Regions from separate parts of the Mus musculus genome. Here all the other regions are linked to region 3. Evidence: chromatin contacts called from public promoter capture Hi-C data. All regions are on one chromosome and are shown on one strand. Each heading gives the region's core, a stretch centred on a gene start, on an enhancer-like site or on the middle of the called end of the contact. The rest is flanking DNA. Distances are from core to core; before and after follow the strand shown. Region 1 overlaps Susd1 (sushi domain containing 1). Region 2 holds the start of Susd1 (sushi domain containing 1). Region 3 holds the start of Ugcg (UDP-glucose ceramide glucosyltransferase).

Region 1 (4,343 bases), core at 644-3,143, 180 kb before region 3:
GATGCCAGGGTTTTCAATATTCCTGACACATGGATGGATTCTCTCACTAACAGCAAATGGCTTGCTCTGTCTGCCCCACGTCGTTTGCCTTACTTTACCTTCTTGGGTGCAGTACTGACTTCCTCAATTTCTTTGTGCTTTTGTGTTGGCGTAACACACTGTTAGCTATCCTCACAGGCTGACTGGATGAGGCTGCCGTCACAGCTCTGGAAGTCAGAACACATAGAAACTTCCTGGGGAAAGGCTGGTATTTGAGTGGATAAGCAAACAGGCTTCCATTACTGCTTCCTGGGTGGTAGATTCCTTTCCAGCATTTTCTTTTTTTTTTTTTTTTTAATGTCACATTCCTGTGTCTTTCTTTTTATTGGTTCCACAAGTTTCTGTTTTCAGTGAGTCAGACAATACAGATCTTGGTTTTCTTCTACAGTTGGCCGAATCTTTAAAAGAACCTATTTGGGTGTGTGCCTCTCTGATTACCAGCTCACTGTGTTGGCTTCTGAGGAAGGAAGGCCGAGCTGTCCGCCCATGTATTTCTTACTCTCCTTCCCTTGGGCTGTTGACCTGGTCGGCCTGGCGCTTTAGTTTTGTTTCCTGATGCTTGTAGCAATGTTTTCTGCAACCATTTAACCTGAGGTGTGTGGGTTTTCATCAGTGCAGTGTTAACTGCCAGTCTTTCTAAGCTCACTTCTCTGTTTCTCCTTACATTTCTGCTCCCTGTCTAGAAGACGGTTTCTATCTTTTCTCACTGTGGAAATGGGGTCCTTTCTGAGCCCACAATTATCTGAGAGTGTTTTTTGTTGCTTTCCCTGTGAATAAAGGTTTGAGTGGAGATTAAATCTTGAATGTAAGAATTCTGTAAACAGATCGAGTTGTCTTTGGGACTTAATGCCTTAATGGAAGGTAAGGGGGAGGAGGCACTGGACAGTCAACCTTGGGTCTCTCACAAGCTAAGCTTAGGCTCCAGCATCCAGCCACGACGCAAGCTCCCCTGCCCCATTTCTAATCCTATAAGGCAATCTGAGTTTCAGTGTGGATACCAAAAAAGCTCCCTTCAGCAGTAGAGCTATGCCTTTAGTCATCTGTTCATACACACGGTGTTGTCTGGTGACATCGTCAGTGTCTGACCTGGTTGCAGGTCAACAGTGAAGGGACCCTCTCATGAAGCTTCAGTGTGTGGGATGGAAACACTGTGCACTTGATCAGTCTTCCTAGGGCCCTGGGGGATTTTGATCTGTCCACACTTTAGGAATAATTTCCTTCATCAAATCTCCATCTCGGTTTGTTGCTTCTTCCACCCCACCCCCACTCTTTTCCTCCAATACACCTAGGTGGAACCAACTCCCTGCTCTTTCTCTCATGTCCTTTACCCTCTGCCTCCTGGGAATGTGTTCCATGCCTACTGTAAATGTGTGTGTGTGTGTGTGTGTGTGTGTCTATGTGTGTGTGTCTGTGTGTGTGTGTCTCTGTATGTGTGTGTCTGTGCGTGTGGAAGTGTGTGTATGCTCGAGTGCATGTCTACAATGTACTGTAAGTTCTGTTGTGCACTTTCCTCTCCTCTGTGTGTGGGGAATCTCATTTTGTGTATTTTTACCTGGTCTACAGAGTGAATTCCAGGACAGCCAGGGATACACAGAGAAACCCTGTCTCGAAAAACTAACAAACAAACAAAAAAAAAATTATTGAAAGTAACAAACTTTGAACTGCTTAATCTTATTATCATATTGCTTTTTTTAAAAAAAACACAGCAAACAAAACCCCTGGTCCCTGTACACACGCCTCCCTCTCCTTCCCTTAGTGTGAAAGGATTATTTCATAGGCTTCTAGCCGACTTAGCCTGGGAAACAGAGCTCTGAGCTAGACTGTCTAGACTGGTGCTTCCTCATAAGGTGGATGTCACACCCTCTGGCCTCACTCTTCATTGGAATATTCATGTGTTTACCTCTGACCTCTCAGGGAAGGACTCTCCAATGGTTGTGTGGGCCGGCCTTCTTTGAGAAGCAACGGTGGGGAAGCCCACCTCCCCTTAGTTTCTGAGAAGCTTGTTCTGTTGACTTGTGAAGCTGTTGGCCTTGGGCCAGCTCTGCTGTGCCTGGCTTCCTGGTGGCACCAGGCTACTGAAGCAGCAGAGTTGAGCTGTCCTGTCAACCCAGGGATTTGTTGCAGGGAGCTCTCTGGTCCTGAGCTCTCCACTTAGACTATCTTCCTTGTTGCTGATCTCCAGAGTGCTAAGGAATGACTATGGGCGCTAGCAATAGTAGCTAATACACCTTTTGTCTTGGCTGCCTCTCAGAATTGCCAAGTCACCGCCACCCAAAGTGTGCCCGATCTCAGGTGATCTCCAAAGCTCAGCAAGGCTGGGCCTGGCTAGTACTTAGATGGGTGGATGACCTTTGAAACACACCCCACAGATGTCCACACAGCATTTAGAGGTGCTGTCTGTGGGGTTCTGACGTGCAGTTAGATTTGGGGACTGACTGTGCCTCTGCAGAGATGATCATTACAGACTTGTCTTTTGATGTCTGGCTTCCTCCACAGCTCAAGTTCTCTAGTCCTCCCTTTGAATTTGGAGACAGTGTTCCCTTGCTTGGAAGGCAGGCTGGATAGCTGCTCTGAGCCTCCCCACAGCCTGGTCGCTTTTACAGTGTGCTAAGTAGATGTCCTCATGTGTCTGCCTTGTGTATGGCAACCAACCTTTCCTTCCAACCCAGATGCAAATTTTGACCCATTTCTAGTTATTCTCAGTCACTTCTGTCAGGAGTGGGTGCAGGAAGTAGAAGCCAGACGCCTTCGTTCCCAGCACTGTCTTCCTCTGTACTCAGTCTGTGATGGCTATACCACACAAAAATTGTCTCCAGTGGGAACTCGCAGACAGCAGCTCTGCTTGTCTTCTGTCTGGGTACGGTCATAGACATTATGTGCTGTTTCTTCTGTACATTTCATACATGGATATATTTGCCGTTCCTCAAAATCCTATGGCTGCCACTCCCCCCACCGCCCCCCATATCCTTGTGAAAACTTTAAACACTGTGAAGATAAAGGAGAAATGACAGGCCTTTGAATTCTTAGAGCCGTATTTTCACATTTTCCCGTTATACTCATGGATATTGTTTCTCAGCTAATTGCCTTGTGCTACATATGTTAGCGATATTGAAAATGCTTTGGGCAATCCTGATTTTTAGTGGAATAATTTTCCATTATCATGAATAGTTAGGTGACACAGATTTGTATGGGAGACTTACATATTAAACATGATTGTAAAACAGAGACTCCCTGACAGAGGTTTGAACTTTTGTTTGGGGCTTTGGATGTAGCTCAGAGGGGAGAGTGGTTGGGACTTGTAAACTTGTTGAGTTCCATCACCAACATCATAGAAAGAAAAACAAGGGCTGGAAAGATGGCTCAGCGATTAAGAGCACCGACTGCTCTTCAGAGGGTCCTGAGTTCAAATCCCAGCAACCACATGGTGGCTCACAACCATCCTGAATGAGATCTGACTTCCTCTTCTGGCATGTCTGAAGACAGCTATGATGTACTTACATTAAATAAATAAATAAATAAATAAATAAATCTTTTATAAAAAGAAAGAAAGGAAGAAAGAAAGACAGACAAACAAACCACCCTTTTTCATTGGTAGAAAAGATAAAAGTTTATTTGTTAGGACATTTGCTTTTCCTTAGAAATTGCTTTGTTACCCCAGACTGGAGGGGGGTTCCTTAATTCATCCTGTTGAACCCCTTCTTTTGGCAGCATTTAAAAAAATAAAGGACTGAAGGGATGTTCCCCCACAGGGGGATGACTTTTTCCATACAGTGGCCGGAACAAGCCTGCCTCCCGGTTGTTAATGACCTTAGCTGAGCTCTAAGCAGCTGGAGGAGCTCTATCTGCTCTGAGAGCAGCAGACGGTCTCTCCAGCCTTTCCATCCATTTTCCAGTCATTTTCTGTTGGAAAGCACCCGCCCTGAGGCCCTAACCCATGGAGTTTTATGTACCATTTCCCTCATTCTCAAGGTGTCTGTCCACAGATACGCTTCAGGACATTTTATTATGGCCCATCCAAGTCACGCTGACTGTCTACAAAGGTCACAGCTTTATGGCAACATTTCCATATCTCACTCAGTTCTCCCATCTGCCCGTGATGTAAGAAAGTAAGCTGGATATGTTGATTTCACAAATGAGAAAAGTCAGGTTTAGAAGAAACCCGTCTGAACCTTATTGGCCAAGTTTATACAACTCAGGAGTTTTTCTGGGTGTAGTGGCGTATGTCCATAATTCCAGGACCCAGGAGGCTGAGGAAGAAGGATTATGAGTAAGAGGCTAGCCCAGGTTACATAGCAAGTTGAAGG
Region 2 (4,019 bases), core at 1,309-3,808, 250 kb before region 3:
TTTTCACAGCAGCCATTTTTTCTGCTCCTAATTTAAAAGTGGTTCACTGTTCTCTTTTGATTCTTGAAACAATACTGATGAAATAATCTTTCATGTTGTGACTCAATGTGCGGATACCAGTGCCGGAGGTCACATGTAGAGGCCAGAGGAAACCTTCAGCCACTTTCCACATTATTGCTTTGAGAGAGTTTCTCTTAGTGAACATGAAACCTACTGTTTGGTTTAGGCTGTTTGTCCAGTGAGTGCCTCAAATTTGCCTCTTTCTGCCTCTCAGTGCTGGGTTAGCACCATGTATAGCGATGCCTGCCTCTTTTAATTGCTCCTGGAGATTCTACTTCATATTGCAGAGCAAGTGTTCCTACTCACTGAACTATCTCCCTAGCCCCACCCTGACTCCTCTTTTAAATATCTGAGACATTCAAATAGCCCAGGCTGGCCTTCAGCTTGTATTGTAGTTTGAACTCCTGATCCTCCTGCCTCTACCTCCAGAGTGCTGGGATCACAGCTTGCACAACCTCAATTTTATGCCCAGGGCTTCATGCATGGTAGATAAGCATGCTACACCCTCAACTCCTGGTTACTTTTGATCTTTATATTTAGTGGCCCTGGGTGAGCTGGCAACACAAAGAAGAGATGGTTGCTGGACACAGTGGAAGGCAGCAATGCCAAGAAGATGGTGCAGCAGCTAAAACATTCCAGAGCATGACAGCGCAGGATAGGGAGAAAGGCCATGGAGACAGAGTACTGTGAATAGCTGAAGAAAAAAAAAAAGTCTGTGTGTCTAAGCCACCAGAAGAGTTCCAAGGAGCTGTCAAAGTCTCTGGCCACTGGGCTGCAGGGCTGTAATGGCTCCTATAAGGAGCTGATGGTCCAAAAACCCAGAGCCCTTTCAGGAGTTGCAGTCCCAGTAGGAACTGCCTACTGCTCCCTCATACTGCTGTTGGAAGAAGAGGGTTGCAACAGTTGCAAAATGCTGGGGTTTGCTGGTGGTTAAAGTCCAGAGGAACAAGCCTCCAGCCTGAATGCCTAGTCATGTCTCTGGCTTGTAAAGCATGAAGCAATAGGCCCCTAGTTATCACCGTCCCTTAGTCCAGCCCACAGGCTCTCTAGACCTATGACCTAGAGGGCACCAAAGCCAGAAAAGCCTCTCTGCTTGTCTCAGAGTTTTTTGTTTGTTATTTTGAGACAGGCTCTCCCTACGTAGTTCTGGCTATCCTGGAACTTGTAGTGTAGATCAAGGTGCTTGGAACTCACATCCTTCTGCTTCTGCCTCCTGACTGCTGGGCTTAAAGGCATGCACTGCCATTGTGGTCTCAGGATTTCTTTCTATTCAGGTAAAGGACCCCAGACAGACAGACAGACAGACAGCTCTGATTGATAATATTGTCATCGGGGTTATTTAAGTTAACGTATACTCTTATAAAGCCACAAACAAACCTAGTCAGTAGGACATTCATAAAAGTACACTTTTGAATTGAATAATCCACGGAAAGTGGGTTAGATAGCATTTACTCCCATGCATGCTGAAAGAGACACCCAGTAATTTTCCTTCCCATGTCCAAGTCTTGGATAGTTGTTTTTTCATGCATCATGTTTTTTTTTAAAGTATATATACATATTTATTTTGCAGAAGGGCATGAGAAGTAGAGATAAAGGTTGTTTTAAAAATGTCTTGAACAGTGGATTTGTGCAATGACCTGTGAGGGTTCCTGGAGACTGGTTTTGCCCAAACACCTAGAGACATGTTCACACTTTCATGGTGCTCTACTACTTCCCAAAGCAGGCTTCTTTCTTTGTTGGACAGAAATAATCTTCAAGAAAACTTGTTACAAGAGACTAGGAAGTTTATTTTAACGGTTTCTTCCTAAGGCAGCCCAAGTTCAGCCCTTATATGGGTGTATTTGCCTGCCTTAGAGGTAGGGCTAGTTCACCGGTGAGAAAGCAAATGAGGGTACCTGCTGAAGTGGGGAGTGCCCCCTGCACTTGGGCGGGCCCCACAGACAAAACTGATCTTCCTTCCTCAGCCTCCCTCAACCCCAATTCCTAACTCACGTTAACCCTCTGCTCCCCAGTCTCCCACCACAGTCCACCCAAAGCATAGATCTAAGCGACATTCACAGTTTCTCCTTGATCTAATATTGTCCTTTCTCTAATATTGCACTAATCTTAAGACGTGGTGGACTCTGTCCCTGAACACTCCATTTCTGATTCTCTCCAAAATTCAGAGGATCACCTGCCCCTTCCCGGATCCCCTCACGCCCTGATGCTGACCCTACTCTCAGAGCAGAGTTCTTTAACTCTGCCATATATTTCTCTAACCTTTTGTCCCCACCTTAAAACGGTCCCTCGGTTTCTAGAATACACGGTTGTCCTGTCTTCCATGTCTTTCTCACCACGTGTCTCTCCCCGTTCGATTCCTAACGTGCCAAGGAGGGCGTCGTCCAGCAAGTAGCTGGAACTTTTGTTTTGTCACCTGTTCCAGCATGTGCACCCCGGGTGAACTGGCCCATGACTAGTTTCCTCTCCTTTCTTTCCCTCCGCGCGGGCGGCCACCACCTCCCAACTCTCTGACCCGTCCAGTCAGAGACCCTTTCCTGTGGCTACTGCACTTCTCTGGTCTCCACAAGTCACACTTGCACTGCGATGTTTCCCCCCTAGCACAGTCCGCTTTCTCCCCGTGGCTCAGCTCGCGCGCAGCCGGTGCACCAGGCGCACCTAGATCCGGGGACCTGGGACCCTGCTCCCCGCCGGGACCGGCGCAACCCGGCGCCGGAAGCCTCTGCGCCGCCCCTTCCTCGCGCCTCTGGCCTTATCTCCTTGCACAGGGGCCTCCGGGGAGTGGCGGGCGCCGGGAGGGAGCCAGCGGCATGGGCCGGGGTCCCCGGGGCACGCGCCGCTCTCCAGGATGCGGGTTGCAGCGGCTGCTGCGGCTCGTGCTGCTGCTCAGCCTAGCCCGCGGCGTCAGCGGAGAGCCTGGCACGGAAGGTGAGTGCAGGGTACTCGGCGCGCAGGACGCTTCGCGCTCCGGATCTGGAGGCGCAGAGTCGGGGCGTGGAAGGATCATGGAGGCGGAGCGGCGAGAAGCACGCCAGACTGCCCGCCCCGGGGACTGTGGGGTGTGTAGTGGAGGCGGCCCTGCTCCAACTCGCGTCTCCCGGAGTGGGTGGGGGTGGGGTGGGGACTGGACTCGGGTGGGGGTTTGGGGGACCGGTGCGCCGCGTGGAGGATGTGGGAGGGCGAGCCGCTGGTTCTACAGCTTCCAGTCTCCCTGGCTTTTGCAGGACAAATTCCTGACCTGTAGTGGCTCTCCCACCACCACCTGTCCCTTTCCTTATTTTTCACTTCCACGAAGAACTAAATGTTAAGAATGTAAAGAAGAATAAGGAAGTTTATAGGAAGAGTTTATCCTTTAGTTCATTCATCCATTCGTTTATTTAGTCTGTTTATCCATGCATTTGTGTATCCATCCATCCATCCATCCATCCATCCATCCATCCATCCATCCATCCATCCGTAGAAAGTCCTTTAATATCTTCCCTGGGTCAGATGTAACCGTGCAATGTTGGCGTTCTAGTGGTTCATAGTCCCAAGGAGAGAGGCAGGCAAATAGTCTGTGTTTTAGACAAATTGGGACCAGTGAGCGTGGTGGGATTTACCTGACACGGAGGATTCAAACAGGAAAATGAGGCGAAGTCTGCCCACATAATAGCAGAACGTGTCAAGTGCTCTGAGAAGGTGTACTGGTCAGAGGAGAGGACAACTGTGTTTTACTGGGCAGCCATTATGCATGAGACAAGCTGAGCGGTTCCTTGGATTTCGGAAAAGGGGAGGGGTGCCCCATTCCATAGTAAGAGGTCTTTAGAAATGTGTGTAAAAAGGAATCCAATGTGTGAGATAGGTAGAAAGATTGCCTGCCGTGAGTTCCAGGCCAGTCTGAGCTACATAGTGAGTTCCAGAGTAGTTTAATCTACAGTGTGAAACACTGTGATCAAACAAACAAAACGAAAAGCCCAACAGAG
Region 3 (4,041 bases), core at 596-3,095:
GAATATTAAAAGCTCAGAAGCCAAAATGCCATGCATCTTCCTACACTAATGGAGAGAGCTCACACATTTGTTGATAGGAGAAAAACAATAGTCAGGTTGCTTTGCAGGCAGCTCCCGACAAGCAACAGCCTTGGGGTGTTTGGTTCTTCATGCTTAACTTCTAGCACCTAGAACAGTGCCCTGTACTGCTTATCAAACACCATTTAGTCAGTAGGGGAGATTTTAAAGCAGGCCATGGAACAACAGTCATGACATGGTACAATCTCCTCTCTCCTCTTCTGCCTGATATATATATACCTAATTGGGAAGGTAGGCAAAAATGGTTAACAAGGTAACGTTTTAGTATGTTATAACTATCTTCTTTATTCCTTTCTGTACTGTCTAAATTCCTGATAAAATAACTATTGCTTTTTAAAGAGCCCATGTAGTTAAAATGAATACTGCTTACATTTCTAAATTCCAAACGGGGTATGTTTTCTTTCACTTTCAAAAAAAACCCCACAAAACCCTGTCTGCTTATCTTATACAGGTGTTGTCTTTCTCGGCGTCAGGAAATGGCACACCAATCGGAGAAAAGCACATGTTTTCTATAGTGGAAAAAAAAAGTAACTGCCTAACGTCCTTCCCTGTTTTTCATTAACATACAGCCTATTCTAGCCTATCCCTATCTGGTAGTTTAAAATAAATAAATAAATAAATAAAAATAAATTTCCTCCCTCCTCTTTCAGGCTAAAATGCCAAGTGAGTTCATCTCTACACATTTAAACAGGCTTCATTTTAAAGACATTTCATTGATGGATCAAAACTCAGCCACCTATGTCATGTCTCTCTCCGCCCCTTCACTCTGTTCTGTTTTAGTCATGAGCTTTATAGGGAATAACCTTATTTAGATTTTTATCATGTTTCATCCTTCTAGAATGTAAGCTTCATGAGGGCAGGAGTTTTGTCCTGCTTTCTCACCTATGTCCCCAGCCCAACTCCAGGTGGTATCTAGTAGGCCTTAGGAGGTACCTGCCAAATGAAGAGATGTGTGTGGAAAACAGATTAAGGATGTAACTCCAAACAAGCCAATACATAAAGACTTGGAAAAAAGATAAATAAAGACATGATACTGAAATGCCACGCTGACAGGACTCGATGCTTTATAACACTGGCTCGGAGACGGACCTTCTTCAAGGCGGGCAGGTGCTACACACCTAGCTAAACACATAGCTCTTCTAGGAAGGAGGTAATCCACTGGGAAGCCTGGGGTGGTGGTGATCAGCTCCCGGAAGAGTGTAAAGGACCATCTCCATAATAGAGACGTGGCCGGCGCGGAGGGAGCGGAAAACCTCACAATACACCATACATCCTCGCCCAGATGGGAAGAAAAATCACACGAATCTCCTACACAATCAAACCAAGTAGACAACCCTCCACCAGACAGAGAAGCAGGCTCCTCTCCTAGAGCTCGGTAGTCGCCTGCAACCCAGGAGTCGGGTCGCGACTCCAGCGCGATTCCCTTTCCAGGACCCCGCGTCGCACCGCCCCAAGGAGACCGATTTAGGGGGCCGTTTGGGGATCAGCTTTCTCTATCCCCGCAAAACGCTACCCTCCACCGCACACACGCCTGCCAGTCCAGCTCGTCCCCGAGGCCCCGACCCTCCAACTCACGTGTAGATGATGGACATGAAATGCATCAGCCACAGCACCACGAAGAGCACGAAGCCGAACAAGGCCATTCCCTCCTGGGCCAGGTCCAGCAGCGCCATCCCCCGGCCCGCTGGCCCGGCCCGGCCCGCTCCGGCCGCCGCGGACAGCGCTGCCGCGGGAGGAGGACGCGGGGGCCGCCGGGTGCGGGGCGCGGGCCGCGAGTGGAAGGTGGGAGAGGAAGGGCCGGCGGGGCGGCGGGCGTGAGGACGGAAGGGGCGGGCAGGGCCTGCGCGCCCCCGGCCACTCGGCGCGCGCTCGGCACCGCGCACCCCTTAGCGTGCGCGCGCTGGTGTGCTGCGAGCGCAGGCTGACCGCGCTGCGCGCTCTAGGCGGCCGTTGCCGCGCGCTCGGGCTCCCGTGGTCCAGACCCTTGGGCTGCCGCTGCCGCCGCCGCCGCCGCCGCCGCCGCCGCCGCCGTCGCCGTCGTCCCTTTCGCTCGCCGCGGCTCTGCGTTCTGGTCCGTGCTCTCTGCCGGCGTCCGAATCCCGGCACGATGCGGTCCGCCCTGCCCCGCCCTCTGGAGCCCGGTGCCCGTGCCCCCGCCCCCGGGGCGGCGCCCTCGCGCCTCGGTGCCGGCCCGCGCGCCCACGGGTGGAGCTGCCCCCGCGTGCTCGCCGCCCGGCAGCTACCAACCGCTGCCGCCGCCCGCGCCCGCGGTCCCCCCCCCCCCTGCACTGTCTCTAAGCAGCACGCGCCGCCTCTACACTTTATCTTGGCCAAATCCGGAGGAGCCAAGAGACTGTGTTATTTAAGGAATCCCCAAACTCAGAATTGGAAGAATCGCTTGATGCTGAATTCGCGCAAGATTGTGCGTTCTCTAGGGCAGCTGAGTGTAATTTGGCTAAGATGTAGCCAAGAGAGTTATGGAAATGTAGCTAGTTCGAGCAGTGCTAGGCTGTTAAGTGTTGCCAGTACACCGCTGACAAACCATCTCATTCATAAATCTTGTATTATTTGCTGGGATGATAGATTTTAGTCATACTGGGTTAAATTACGTTACTCCATTTTTAAAAAGCTGTTAAATGTTGCTATTACTAAAACGTTTAATTATGCATGTGCACGATACTGAAAATGGGGAAATGAAGGCTAGGCTGTGTGAGAAGCCTGTATGTAGCCCAGTTACTTCTGGGACTGAAGCAGGAGAATTACCTGAACTTGAACACACAGGTTCCAGGCCAGGCTGGGCAAATTCAATGAATCCCTGTGGTGGAAAAACAAGAGTATTCTAACTTTAAGTCGCAACTGGGAGAAGCTAGTAGTAAATGTTTCCATTTGTTTCTTCAGCCTGGATACATCTATATTGTTTACAATTGTTCTGTGTTTAAACTGTTTATTATTCAAGTTACTTTTAAAAAATAATCCAAAAATGACGGGCAGTGGTGACATACACCTTTAATCCCAGCACTTGGGAAGCAGAGACAGGCAGATTTCTGAGTTCGAGGCCAGCCTGGTCTACAGAGTTCCAGGACAGCCAGGGCTACACAGAGAAACTCTGTCTCGAAAAAAGAAAAAGGAAAAAAAAAAAATCCTTAAGGTTTGCAGTGTCCTTTGTTCTACTGGTGAAAAATCAGTGGGAAAGAACCATGCTTCGAAATTAATTTCCAGTTGTTGAGAGTTACTGGTTAATAGAGTTACAGCAGGATGGAATCCATACATAGAAATAATAGCACAGGGTTTTAAATGCCACGATTGTGATTAATCAATTCTAAGGCCCACTTTTAAAGCATTCTTAACACATTTTCAATAATCCATTATTTTCAAGAATCCAAAATGGAAATGCATCTCACACTCAGTGACATCTTACAAATAAAAATAATAGGCCAGGTTTCTTTTTCTTAAAATGTGTTTGCTAGTCATATACAAAACAATGCTGTGTGTTCTCAATACTTCCTTGAACTTGGTCAAGGATATGAATTTCTCAATTTGAGCATTTTGTAGCATTTTTCATTTTTTCCAAATCTTTCCTAGACCTTTACAGCAAAGGATTCCATGCAGTATGGTGGGTAACACAGAAAGGACAAAGAAAGTTGGTGTAACTGGGTATAAGTGAATAATGATCAACTTTGTTGCACTTCATCTGGTTAAATTTAGTCTGCTCAAACCTGGCTTTCCAACCAGAGCTCTAGGGGCTGGAAAGATGGCTGGCTCAGCTATTAGAGCACTTGTTAATCTTTCAAAAAGACCCTGGTAGGACGGACATGCAGTATCCATGGAGAACAGAAGAGGGCGTCTGATTCCCCCATCTGATTTCCCCAGAACTAGAGTTACAGATGGTTGTGAGTACCAAGTAGATCTTGCTTTGCACAGGTTTGGAAGATCAGCCAGTGCCCTTAACCGTTGAGCCATCCC

The links. Promoter capture Hi-C pulls out the DNA fragments that hold promoters and counts their contacts.
Region 1: a contact with region 3 is called in a promoter capture Hi-C map of the C10 cell line. The contact joins the enhancer-like site here to the promoter of Ugcg in region 3. A contact is called at or near these places in 4 of 39 promoter capture datasets (the C10 cell line, the HPC-7 cell line, liver and 1 more), 1 of 484 Hi-C or Micro-C datasets (embryonic stem cells), 2 of 115 datasets of contacts at active chromatin or transcription factors (the HPC-7 cell line and memory CD8 T cells) and 2 of 9 other capture datasets (adipose tissue and liver).
Region 2: a contact with region 3 is called in a promoter capture Hi-C map of the HPC-7 cell line, with 3 times the contacts expected there. The contact joins the promoter of Susd1 here to the promoter of Ugcg in region 3. A contact is called at or near these places in 5 of 39 promoter capture datasets (the C10 cell line, the HPC-7 cell line, cranial neural crest and 2 more), 3 of 484 Hi-C or Micro-C datasets (cortical neurons and embryonic stem cells), 3 of 115 datasets of contacts at active chromatin or transcription factors (the HPC-7 cell line, double positive thymocytes and embryonic stem cells) and 2 of 9 other capture datasets (adipose tissue and liver).

The regions. Positions count from the first base shown.
Region 1 is chr4:59,370,486-59,374,828 of GRCm38.p6, reverse strand. All of the region lies in intron 8 of Susd1 (sushi domain containing 1), which reads left to right. Among named protein-coding and RNA genes, the nearest start is that of Susd1, 66 kb to the left of the region's middle. Within about 2 kb of position 1,893, at least 35 of the 459 cell types and tissues checked have an H3K27ac peak or open chromatin away from gene starts, as enhancers often do.
Region 2 is chr4:59,437,172-59,441,190 of GRCm38.p6, reverse strand. Susd1 (sushi domain containing 1) reads left to right here and starts at 2,558. Exons shown (of 17, transcript NM_001163288.2): 1 at 2,558-2,985. The coding sequence starts at 2,868.
Region 3 is chr4:59,187,354-59,191,394 of GRCm38.p6, reverse strand. It overlaps Ugcg (UDP-glucose ceramide glucosyltransferase), which reads right to left and starts at 1,845. Exons shown (of 9, transcript NM_011673.3): 1 at 1,654-1,845. The coding sequence starts at 1,751.